Regions from separate parts of the Anas platyrhynchos genome. Here region 1 is linked to region 2. Evidence: chromatin contacts called from public Hi-C data. All regions are on one chromosome and are shown on one strand. Each heading gives the region's core, a stretch centred on a gene start, on an enhancer-like site or on the middle of the called end of the contact. The rest is flanking DNA. Distances are from core to core; before and after follow the strand shown.

Region 1 (5,523 bases), core at 2,856-5,355, 330 kb before region 2:
CATGCTTATTGTGTCTCAGCACTTGATAAAATGTAACCTGAATTCTGAACTTCCTGTGGCTTATTAGTTGAGCTTGTGTTTATAGAGAAAATTGATTTCTCAGCACAGTAGCATTTATTTTTCCACATCTCTTGTCTTCTCTGGGCAGGAAAGTTTGAGATTTTCAAGACAGGCTTGAGAATAGAAAGTGCAGAGGTGCAAACCAAATAATTCTCTTTTTGTTTGTAATATATATATATATATAAACACAAGGAAAAAGAAGAACATTATCTGACCAAATATAATTCAAGAGCCGGAATGGCTTTTTCTTCATTTCTTTGTTTTGCTTTTGATAATTACGCCGCATCCCTATAATATATTCTACACTAAATTATTTATATGCACTTTCAACCCCAGCCCCTGAGTCACATTGTAGTTTCTGATTAGCAATAATAAACATACTTCCTTCTTTAACATGTCCCTTGAGAAGTGGCAAAATAAAAATATTTATCACCGCCTTTGCTGTCTCTAAGCTTTGCCCTAGCTGTGGTTGTTGAATCCCAATTTTTTCCCCTTTTTTCTTGTTCAGGCACAGAGTATGGAGCCAGCTAAGCTCAGACAGGGATGTGGGGCTTGTTGTGGAGGGACACCTGTGATGCTCCAGGTGTGGGGCTGCCCTGGGGCTCTGCCGGGCCTGCGGATGTCTGGGCACAGGGTGTAATGCAAAAGGGAATGTGGTGTTCAGAGCTCACAGGTTTTGGAGGAAGGAGGTTTCCTCCCATAACTTTTGGGAAATGGGGTCAGTGAGAGGTAATAAAATACGTGTCTGTAGGTCATGTCATTTTTAGAGTCCTGTCTGAAACTTTTACAATTGCTCAAATTTGTCAGTACAGATGGCCAGTTTAAATACTGCTTTCTAAACCAGGTTCCCAAAAGGAGCTGTTTTTTAGTGTTCCCCATTTAGGATCTCCAACCTGAGCTGCATGGACAAGCCCAAGCGCTCTGGCAGCCAGAAGGGACAACCAAAACTTTTTTTTTTGTATGTTTTGTTTTGTTTTGTTTCCACAGCCTTTCATTTTGACTTGCTAAGCCACTTCAGAGGCAAGGAGTGCTTCAGACCTTTAGCACACTCAGGGCTTTATTAACTGCTGTGGCTGGGGTATGTTGGTCTGTGTCCAAACCCCCTCGGAGATGAAGCCATCTATCCATAGATCCTCACTCAGCAGGAGCAATATTTACTTTTTTTTTATTCCTTACTCAATGCACACAGCATTGTGTATTATACGAGCAGCACGAACAGTAGATAAATCTAGGTTCTGCTCTTGACACACGATGGTGTTGCTAATAAAAGAAAAACACTTCAGACAACTTTTGTATAAATCATGGTTAGTTTAGTAGAAGATTAAACAATACTTTGGTCCCTCGGGATATTCATGAACAGATGAAACATTAACCACCGGCTCTTAAATGTTTTATAAATCTGCAGTACACCCTTGCAATGCAGAAATAAATAAATAAATACATAAGAAAACATGATTTATAAGGCAGCAGGCCATGGAGGGGCAGGTACCTTGGCAGAGACCGGGCTGTATGCTAGGTAGGGCTGGCGCATTTCACTTACCAAAATCTGGCATGGTCTCAGATGAGATGGGATTGTGCAGTGAGGGATGTTTTGTACAGTAAGCGTGTCATTTATTTGCCTGTGTGGAAGAGCTGCCCCTCTGACCTTGCAGGAACCAGGCTGCAGACCAGCACTGGGTGCAGTGACAACCCAAGGGCACTCCCCGTAGCCTTTTGATGCAGACGTGATAGGGAGCATCCCTTTTATTATGTAGGTGCATGGGGTCGGTCCCTTTCCATCCCCACCACCCGGACCACTCAAGCAGCGCACGGGACCTCCCTGCGCGCCCCCACGGCGAGCTGCGCTGCGGGCCAGCTCTCACCTTTCCGCTTCCCACCCCAAAAAAAAAACCTCAAGCTGGACACAGCCCGGGGTGGGCTTTGCCCCCCTTGGCTGCCGGGGGCGCGGGTGGGCGCTGCGCGGGCGCGCAGGGCGGTGGGCGGGCGGCAGGGGGCGCTGCGCGACCGCGCAACGCCCGGCGCAAACCCTGCGCCTGCCCCCGCCCCGCGCGGCTGCTCCGTGTCTGCCCCCCTCGCGTTACCCCTTGGTAATTAGGCAGTAATTAGCGGTAAGTAAGTACTGCGCGTCCCTGGCCGCGCCCGGGTCCAGCTCTGCGCATCCCGAGCTTTAGAGGTGGGCACGCACGGAGCTCGCTCTGGAGGGGTCGTGTTCCTGTTGCTGCGCCTTTTCCTGATTTAAAAAGTAAAAGCTGCTCTGGTAAAAGTCCGCCTGACCCAGCTGTGCGTGAACATGTCGAGAAAAATGTATGGGCCTGAGCCAGCGGCTTCAGCAGTGCCTGGGCCAAATGGTATCTGTGCAAATCCAAAAGGAGAAATGCAAATTAAATGTGCATTTCCCAAAACCAGTCCCAGATTGAAACAGTCCCAGATTGCTACAATTTAAAAGGCTGAGGTCTGAGCCTTAGGAACACAGACCGTGTGCTGTAATTGCACAGAGCCTTTTTATTTTAGCCAGCAACACGAGCAAAATAAATAAGTAGATAAATAAGAACTGCTTTTAAAAGCGAATGTTTGTGTGTGCATTCCTTAGCTTGCCGTGGTCTTCCTAAGATGCCTCTTTTGGACTTTGGGAAATCAGACCAATCGTACTCACCATGTGCTGTCACTTTTACATTGTTTAAGTCTGGCCAGTTATAAACTGAGAGTAATTTAAAATTAATTAACCATCATGGCCTGGCTGTCCATTTCTGTTCCATACCCTCTGATACTGATCCTTGTGCTTCTGAGAGTTAAATAACTTTATTCCCGCACTGCTGGCTGACGGATAACAGCCCGTGTGTTTTGTTTCCACAATGCAGTATTGTTCGGGAACATAACAATGTAGTGATACTGTCAGGTTAGAGCACTAGCAGCTTATTATCTCATCAGGCAATCATCTCAAGTTTGGCCCAGAATATTTGTGAGCTGTTGTTCTTTTCATAAAGGCACAAATTAATTTGAAACCCGAATCTTTCTAGGGCACGGAGCAAAGCCTGCCCTTAGGTATGGGCAGGCAAGCAGTGACAGGCAGGCAGCGATGCTATGCCAGGTTTACTCCAATATAAAGTGAAGCTTTGGCTTCGTAAAGAAACCTTTTAAAATGCCATATTTTCCGTGTGCTGTGCAGCTGTCAGAGACCTAGTCGTTGTGTTGGTAATGCGACAGCTAAAGAAAAGTGGCTCATTCTGTGTTTTAGGGCTTACCCCTATCAGCAGATGCTGAGGGAGGAGCCCAGAAGCTCAAATCAGAGCCCAGGAAACACTTTTGCTTTACCTTTAATCTAAAACTGAATTTCTTATTCTGATACAGAAAGAAATGCTTGTGCAATGACATATGCTCACATAAATAGGTATTCAGGCTAGCACACTGAGGAACTGGCACCTTATCCGAGCTGCAGTCTCTCATTTCTCTCCAGCTGCCCTAGCAGTCCCTTTTCCCCATGGATCCAGCCAGCAGGACCAGGGAGCAATGCCCAAGAGCTGTTTTACACCCTGGGCAGTGACAGGGCTGCCCATCCTGATAGCCAAAAGGACACGTTTCCCGTGCTCCAGGATTTCTTGCAGCCAGAGCCCATTTCCCTGCCTGCACGGTGAGGGTTTGAGGCCAGGCTTTCTCCTGTTCAAGTTGAGAAATCTGCACAGTGACCCTGAAAAATGCAAAATAAACAGAAAAATACGACCATCATTTGGTTTTGTGCTGATAAATTCCTCAAGCCAGGACTGGAACTGCCCCAGCCACAGGACGTGCCACTGAAGTGCAGCAAGCCGAGCACTAACCCTGCATCACTTGGCACTGGGCTGAGCGAGGCTTTGCTCCTGCCCGTCACTGAAGTAATGAATGGGGAATGGCTACATGGTGGCAGCGCGGCCAGCATCTGTCAGAGCTCCCCGCCCGCCTGCCCGACAGCCCAGAGAGCAGCCCATCGAGAAACTTAATAAATAAACCTTTGGAGCTCCCACCCCTCGCCTCCTGCCAAACCTGGGGCTTGGCGTGCTTCAGGCGCAGTGCAGGAGTGTTTTTGTGATGCCTCAGCCTTGAGAGTGCAGCCAAACTCTCCCTGCTCCTGTGTGTCTGTTCAGAGCATCTCCATCACCTCTGGCTGCTGTCAGGCCTGTTCACACGTGGAAAATCTCCATCAACAGGTCTCTTCTGTCCTGCATCTCTCCCAAGGAGCTGGAGATCTGGTGTTAGCAGGTCAGAGGAGGTTTGTGGCCAGGGAGGGGCACAACACGTTGGCTCCTGGGGACTGGCATTGTTCATCCGACTTGTGTTACATGTGATTCAGAAATGTGAGGATTCAGAGCATCTGAATGCCCTTTGCTTGTGAAAAAAAAAAAAAAAAAATACAATGCCTCAGGTGGCTGTGATGAGCATAGAAGTCCTGCCCTGTTAAACAATTCCCTTCACTCCGTTCCTTGCAAAACCATTTCATACGGACCGACTGCGTGGTTACCCTGCACTGGGTATATATATATGCCCTCGGGGCACCATTTGAGACATTTCGTACAATAAAGAGGGCAGCACCCTAACAGATGATTCCCACCTCCACAGATAGGAAAGGCTTCTCTGTCACAGGCTGGGAGAGAACATTAAGCCTAATTCAGTGACCTCCCGGATTTCCTCCTGCTGTGAGAGCAGTGTTGAGAAAATCTGTTCTGGGACTTCAGTGAATTTATTTCCCAATAGACTCCTGACAGAATCTGGAATAATCAAGAATAATCTGTTCCTGCACCCATATCATCACTTTCTTGCACCCACCAGTGTGAACCCAGCACACCATGTCTGCTGGGGCAGTCTGGGTACTCTTTTTTATTTATTTTATTTTATTTTATTTTATTTTATTTTATTTTATTTTATTTTATTTTATTTTATTTTATTTTATTTTATTTTATTTTATTTTATTTTATTTTATTTTATTTTATTTTATTTTATTTATGTGTGTATGCAGGCTGCTGGCCTGCTAGGGACTACATCATAACCAGGCCAATTCTTTTCACAGAAGTAGTTAAAGAGCCTGGTGATCAAGCAGTGATGGGTCCAACCCCAATGTGCTTTCATCTCTATCAGCTTCCATTACTGTTTTCTGAAATATACACCATGATTGATATATTTTCTCTCAAAAATAACATTTTAGCTATAGGAAGAGGGCCCACAAGGTGGCTCAGGTGGAAAAGAAATGCAGGGTTTTGATCCCTGGCTAGTAAATGTAGGACAGTGTGATAAGAAAGTACTGCTCTGGAACAACTGCTTGAGACTGTCCAAAAAGACCTGCTGATTTGACTCCAGCTAACGATGGTGAGGTGCAGAACACCAAATCACTGCCTGGTGGGCTGAGGAGACCTTGTCTCACACCCATTCCAGAGACCAAGGGCTGAGACACAACAGCCTGTACATGCAAAGAAAAGTCATAGAATCATGGAGTGG
Region 2 (5,578 bases), core at 1,203-3,702:
TTCATGGGGTGTTGACTACGAATTCCACACAGCACAAACAGAATTGCCTAGATCCTATTACAAAATCATTCCTAAACAAATCCATAAAAGGCTACAACACAATGATTTACAGCTTATCATTACATGTTGTGGTTTACAATGTAAAGGGGGGGGGAAAAGAAATATATACTCCTTGGCACAACTCAGTTGGCTTAGAAAAGGAGCATCTCTTTGACCTGCCCATCCAGTAATCATCTTGGCCTCCCTTTCCTTCTTCCCGTAGCAAGGAGAGACTGGCCAAGTCACAGTTTCATTCCAGGAGCATGAAATACTGCACTTATAACTCAGCTTAAACCCTTTAATTTAAATCTGTGGTTTGAAGTTGGTTGCTGTTGACCCCTCACAAAATAACATGGGCTGTAGGGTGGGAAATGCACTCTGAAACAGAGATGTAGATTTGGCAGAGCGCTCTTCACTGAGCTCAATGACAGTGTTTTTCCAAATAAAGATGGAATGAAACAGACATCTGTCTGAGAGATGTCAGCCCCAGAGAAACCCTGGTAAGTGAAGGTTTTACAGTTTATCAGTACATTGTGCTATGTAAAGTGGAAAGTTGTTTACAAGGTTTCTATGCATACACTTATTCCCCCAGTTTCCATATTAATAAATTTTTCATCAACTTGAGGGAAGGAGATGAGAGAAACATCAAATGGCTCATGCAGCTGAAGTGTACGCCTTTGTCATCTACCTGGGTACTTTCATCCCATGTTTTAATATTTTACAGCTTTCCTACAGATCCCAGTGAGCTTTATCAAACCAGGATTCTCATTTACACCCACAACTTCATTTTTCTTTACCTGTAATAGAAAAAAATGAATTTCCATCTTTTCGCTACAGAAAATTCAGTGCATCTCTTTTATTTAGTTCAGGTTATGGAAATAATTGCGTCCTTTTAAGAAAGAGGACAAAGTATTTCGCAAAAGACATTTTGAAAACTGTAGGGCCTGGTTTTGAGCTACTGTTTGGGGAGCCTGATCCTAGAGAAACTGAATTCAACAGTTCTTCAGTTCCAGCAGTTTTTGGATCAGGTTCTAAAGGGTTATTCTTTATCCTCCTCCTAATTCTGCATCGCTCGCAAACTGCAAAGCAAAAACAAACAAAGTTCATGCATCTGGCTTTAAATATAGAATGGGATCTTAATTAGTATTCACATTCAGCTTAATTCCAGTCAACAAAAGTTTTTATCATGAAGAGGGGAGAATAAAAGTAAGCTGATGCACATCAACTGATCTCGCTGATGGAAGAGCTGGTGCATACACTACTACTGGAACATGTAATTGGTGGCAGTACGTACAAAGAGGTAAATCCTAACTAGGTGCTGGTCAAATATGTGAACCAGTTATCTGTATGTAGAAGTACATGAAAAAGTACCGGAGTGGCGTGGTTATATCTGGGCGCCTCTGCTATAAAAAGCATTTGTATTACCCTTACTTCTCTGAATAAATTCAAATGACAGCCCCATTTCATTTCTTCATTCAGTCTGGAGGCCAGATGGCATTAGAATCATTTACTTCACCTTGTTGTGCTTAATTACTACAATCAACACACTATTTTCCAAATTAATCATAACAAAGTAATTTCATTAGTAACACAGCAGGCTGTTGAATTATTAGCATCATAACAGTTTGCAAACAATTAAACTTTATTTGAACCTTAAAAATTTGCAGAGTAGAACATTATTGTAAGATCTAATGGCAGTATAGTACAAATTCAGAACAGAGCAAATAATCAAGTAAAACGCTGTACAAAATATGACTCACAACCACCTTTTTAAAAAATTAGCTGCCTGGCTGTTCACAGAAAGGCGAGCGCAACCTAAGCAAACAATGAAAATGAAGCGATTAGCATTTTCTAACACCGAGATTTGTTTAAGTAGCACCAGCGAAGGTTTTCTTAGCCAAAAAAGGTTACGGCGGCTGCACGGATTTAAAGCAAACAACCCGCCCGCGCTCCACCGCTGCTTTATTCGAGACACTCGCGGTGACTTTCCGAGCAGCTTTCTGTTAGGTCTCGGGTTTTAAGGCAGCTCGTTTACCTCCCCCCCCCCATGCCCGAGAAGGGGGGCAGAACCCCCGAGCCGCTCCGCAGACAAAAGGCACTTTATTCCTCCCGCTGCCGCCAGCCGGGAGGAGGGAGCTCGGCGGGCCGGGTGCCCATCCGTTGGCGAAGGACTCCCTCTCCTGGAAAAAAGGCAAAAAGCGGCGGCGGGGACGAGGGGAGGGGGAAGGGGGCCGGGGCCGAGCCGGGCTCCTCCCGGTGCCGGCGAAAAGTTGCTGCCACCTGCCGCCGCGGGCGCGCAGCGCAGGGATGCGCAGGGATGCGCAGGGATGCGCGGGGATGCGCGGCGCAGGGATGCGCGCAGCAGCCGCCCCCTCTCCCAGCCCCTTTTTGCCTTTTCCAAGCACACCTGCCCACGGACCGCGTTCGCCTCGGCCGATGAAGGAGGGTTCACCCCCAAAAGCTAGGCGGTGCGGGAATTTGGGGCGCCGGGAAAAGGAAAAGCAGCTCGGGGCGCAGAGGTGTGGGGTGTTAACGAGGGAGAAGGGGGTTTATGGCTGTGGCATTAAGGCCTTACCTTCTGTGCACAAGCCCCAAGTAGACTTGATAAAGTAGCACGAGAGCTGAAGACTCTAATCTATCCTTTGAATGCGTCACTGATAACGTCCAGAATAAATCGCAATGAGTATCTCTTTTTTAAAAATATATACCAAAACTCTGTACCTTCGTTGATTCCTGTTAGGATCCAGTGTACTAGGAAGTACCAGAAATGACCTAAAACAAGCACAGCACCTGAGCTTATTAAAAGGACCTAGCCCTGAGTTTAGGCTAACGTTACCCTTTAACCCACAGTGTTCCCAGGGCCTGCCTGAAGCATAAACAGCACAAGCAGCTACAGGGGGACCTGCACAGGCTCAGCAAGCCTCAGACTGGCCTGACCTGCCTCCTTGGCAGATTAAGGGGCCCACAAATCAAGTCTGGGGGAGGATTCAAAAAAAGCTGATCTTCCATGCTACTAGTCGAACACATCTCCAAAAGGAGAGGTTTAATTAACTCTACCTTGTCCAACTCCTTGTTCACAAGTGAAAATATTTATCTACTTTTTTTTTTTAATGTTTCAACTGATGCTCATAGCCACAAAGTCCTGACACTAAGAATGCAGGCACAGCCCTTTTTAACTCAGAGCTGAAGATGTCTGTTGAACAACTTGCATCAGAAATTCCACACAACAGGGTATGCAGATTTTACTCTGTGGAAAGTACAAGCAAGGTAGAGATAAAAAAAATAGCATTTCACCACCCACAAAATCACTCATCTACTTTTTATCTCATGTTGGCTTACCAAAAACTGTTGTCTTTAATACATTATCTTTGCCAAATTTTCACAAAATTCATACCTCCAAGTCACAATGCTATCAGCACAGTATTACCCCACGTAGACAGATTTACATCAGCAAAAGAGCCAAGCCTTCATTTTGTAGTACCGTAACAGTCATTAACATTAACAAAGCTAAATATAGAAAAAAATAAATCATTGGCTGAAACTGAAACAAAACAAAACCAAAAAACAACCAAACAAAAAACACACTTGGAAGCAGAATACTTTGAAGACTTAAAATAGTACACAGAAATTTCCTTTGATTTTCATAAAAACTGCAAAAAAATGTACAGTGAACTACTACATGAAACAGTTAATTCATGTACGAACTGTGCAATAGTTTTCTACTTTTGAAGTCCAGCTTAATTTTTTTAAATCTGAGTAACAGGTAAACACAGCCAAACTCCCTGAAAGAACACAAATGTATAGCAATACAGAGTGCTGCTATTATGCTTAAGAAAAGAGCAACAGGCACTATTTGACTGCTTGTGCTCCATATGTGAATTACCATGGATTTCATTTCCTAGCATTACAATTCTATAAAAAGTGACTAAGAAGAACATTTCCGTGGAATTATAATCAATTACAGTTTTTAATGTTTAATATATACGAGGCAATGATCTGACTACGTTTGCTGAAACCACAAAATGTGTACGGCACAATCTTCTTCCAGAGGTCGGGTCTGTAAACTGCAGCTGTACACCACTCTTGATTTCAAGTGCAGATTTCGCCTGATTAGGGAAAGGGAAGTTGAAAGCATATCATTAACAAAAAAACTAAAACACACGTATAAAACTCAGTCCAAATACTTATCCCCTTCCACAGATTTCTGCACAGATACGTACATATTACTGAAGTAGCAAAACTAACTAGAAAGCACACCAACTTTGTTTCACCCAATATACATATACATACATATAGATACATATACATACATATACATACATATCTGGAAGAGAACTGTAGTTATAAAATACATCATCTTTTGTACACTGTGGTTTAATATTTCATACAGAATCCCAGAAGTGCTTTAATTGAACCTTCAATATATTTTGCCATAATCTTTATGTTAACAGGACTCTACAAAGGTTCCAGGAAAGAAATACTTATGAAACAGAGAACAAGGGAACATATAAGCCATTACAGAAGATTGGATTAAAATGTACTTACCCAGGCCTCTCAAATATCATACATCTCCATTATGTAGGCTTTAGGCACCAAGCCAATGGTTCCCTTCATTTCTCCTACCCACCAGCCAAATCTATTGTACTCCTAATTGAAAACAATATGCAATATTAACCTTTAGTCTGATATAAATGCAATAGAGTTTTGTATGCAACTCCTTATGGATGCTCTCTCTTATATACAGTTGTTATCATTTCAACTGAAAATTAAAACATTATATCTTTTTGTTAGAGGCATTCACAGACAGAGTTAGGCAAGGATAGAAGTTAAATTTTAAAAAGGCCTGGCATGCTCAAGAAAATTTCTTAATCATGGCCACAATTCTCTACAACACATACTAAAAATAGCTGACCTCTCCATCCTGTATTTGTCACATATATAAAAATCTCGTCTTTGTAACTGATATCTAATATCATGATGTTGACATACAGGAATCAGCTGGGATTCTTTCAGCATCGCAAGACTAAACTCTAAGAAACTTACAGACAACTTATTTTAAATAATAATTTCCCCAATTGTGAAGGGAATACTATAGATCTAATACACAATCTCTTTCTATGGACGAAGTCTACTATTGCTTTAGGCCCACAGAAAATTCTACAGCAGATCTCATATGTCTGACAGATGACTAATGTACTTTTGTTTGAAATTTGTTTAGGCTTAGTGAGATAAATATGAAACAAAATGAATTATAATAGTTTAAAGAAATAATATCTTCCAAAGCAATACCAAGTAAGAGTATTGTGGGATCCAAATTTAATTTTTTTCCTATGAGGTAAATATTTTAAGATCAATCCTAACAGCAGTTCAATAAATTGTAACAGCTGAAATTGCACACACACATATATTGAGTTACAAATGAAGCATTATTAAAACAGTGACCCCATTCAAAAATGGAATGATTAGTAAGATAGAAATTACTTTGGAACAAACATGGAAAATACAAAATACACAGATATCTCTGATAAGCAACATCTGC

What was found. Hi-C and Micro-C count contacts between places; a contact is called where the count stands out from the background.
Region 1: a Hi-C map of skeletal muscle shows a contact between it and region 2, with 3 times the contacts expected there. The contact joins two enhancer-like sites. A contact is called at or near these places in 3 of 8 Hi-C or Micro-C datasets (skeletal muscle, small yellow follicle and subcutaneous adipose tissue).

Annotation. Positions count from the first base shown.
Region 1 is chr2:125,048,148-125,053,670 of IASCAAS_PekinDuck_T2T, reverse strand. No RefSeq gene overlaps it. Among named protein-coding and RNA genes, the nearest start is that of CBX3, 110 kb to the right of the region's middle. Within about 2 kb of position 4,105, at least 1 of the 8 cell types and tissues checked has an H3K27ac peak or open chromatin away from gene starts, as enhancers often do.
Region 2 is chr2:124,721,160-124,726,737 of IASCAAS_PekinDuck_T2T, reverse strand. It overlaps SKAP2 (src kinase associated phosphoprotein 2), which reads right to left. Exons shown (of 13, transcript XM_027450966.3): 12 at 4,585-4,686; 13 at 1,658-4,145. The coding sequence ends at 4,594. Among named protein-coding and RNA genes, the nearest start is that of SKAP2, 120 kb to the right of the region's middle. Within about 2 kb of position 2,452, at least 1 of the 8 cell types and tissues checked has an H3K27ac peak or open chromatin away from gene starts, as enhancers often do.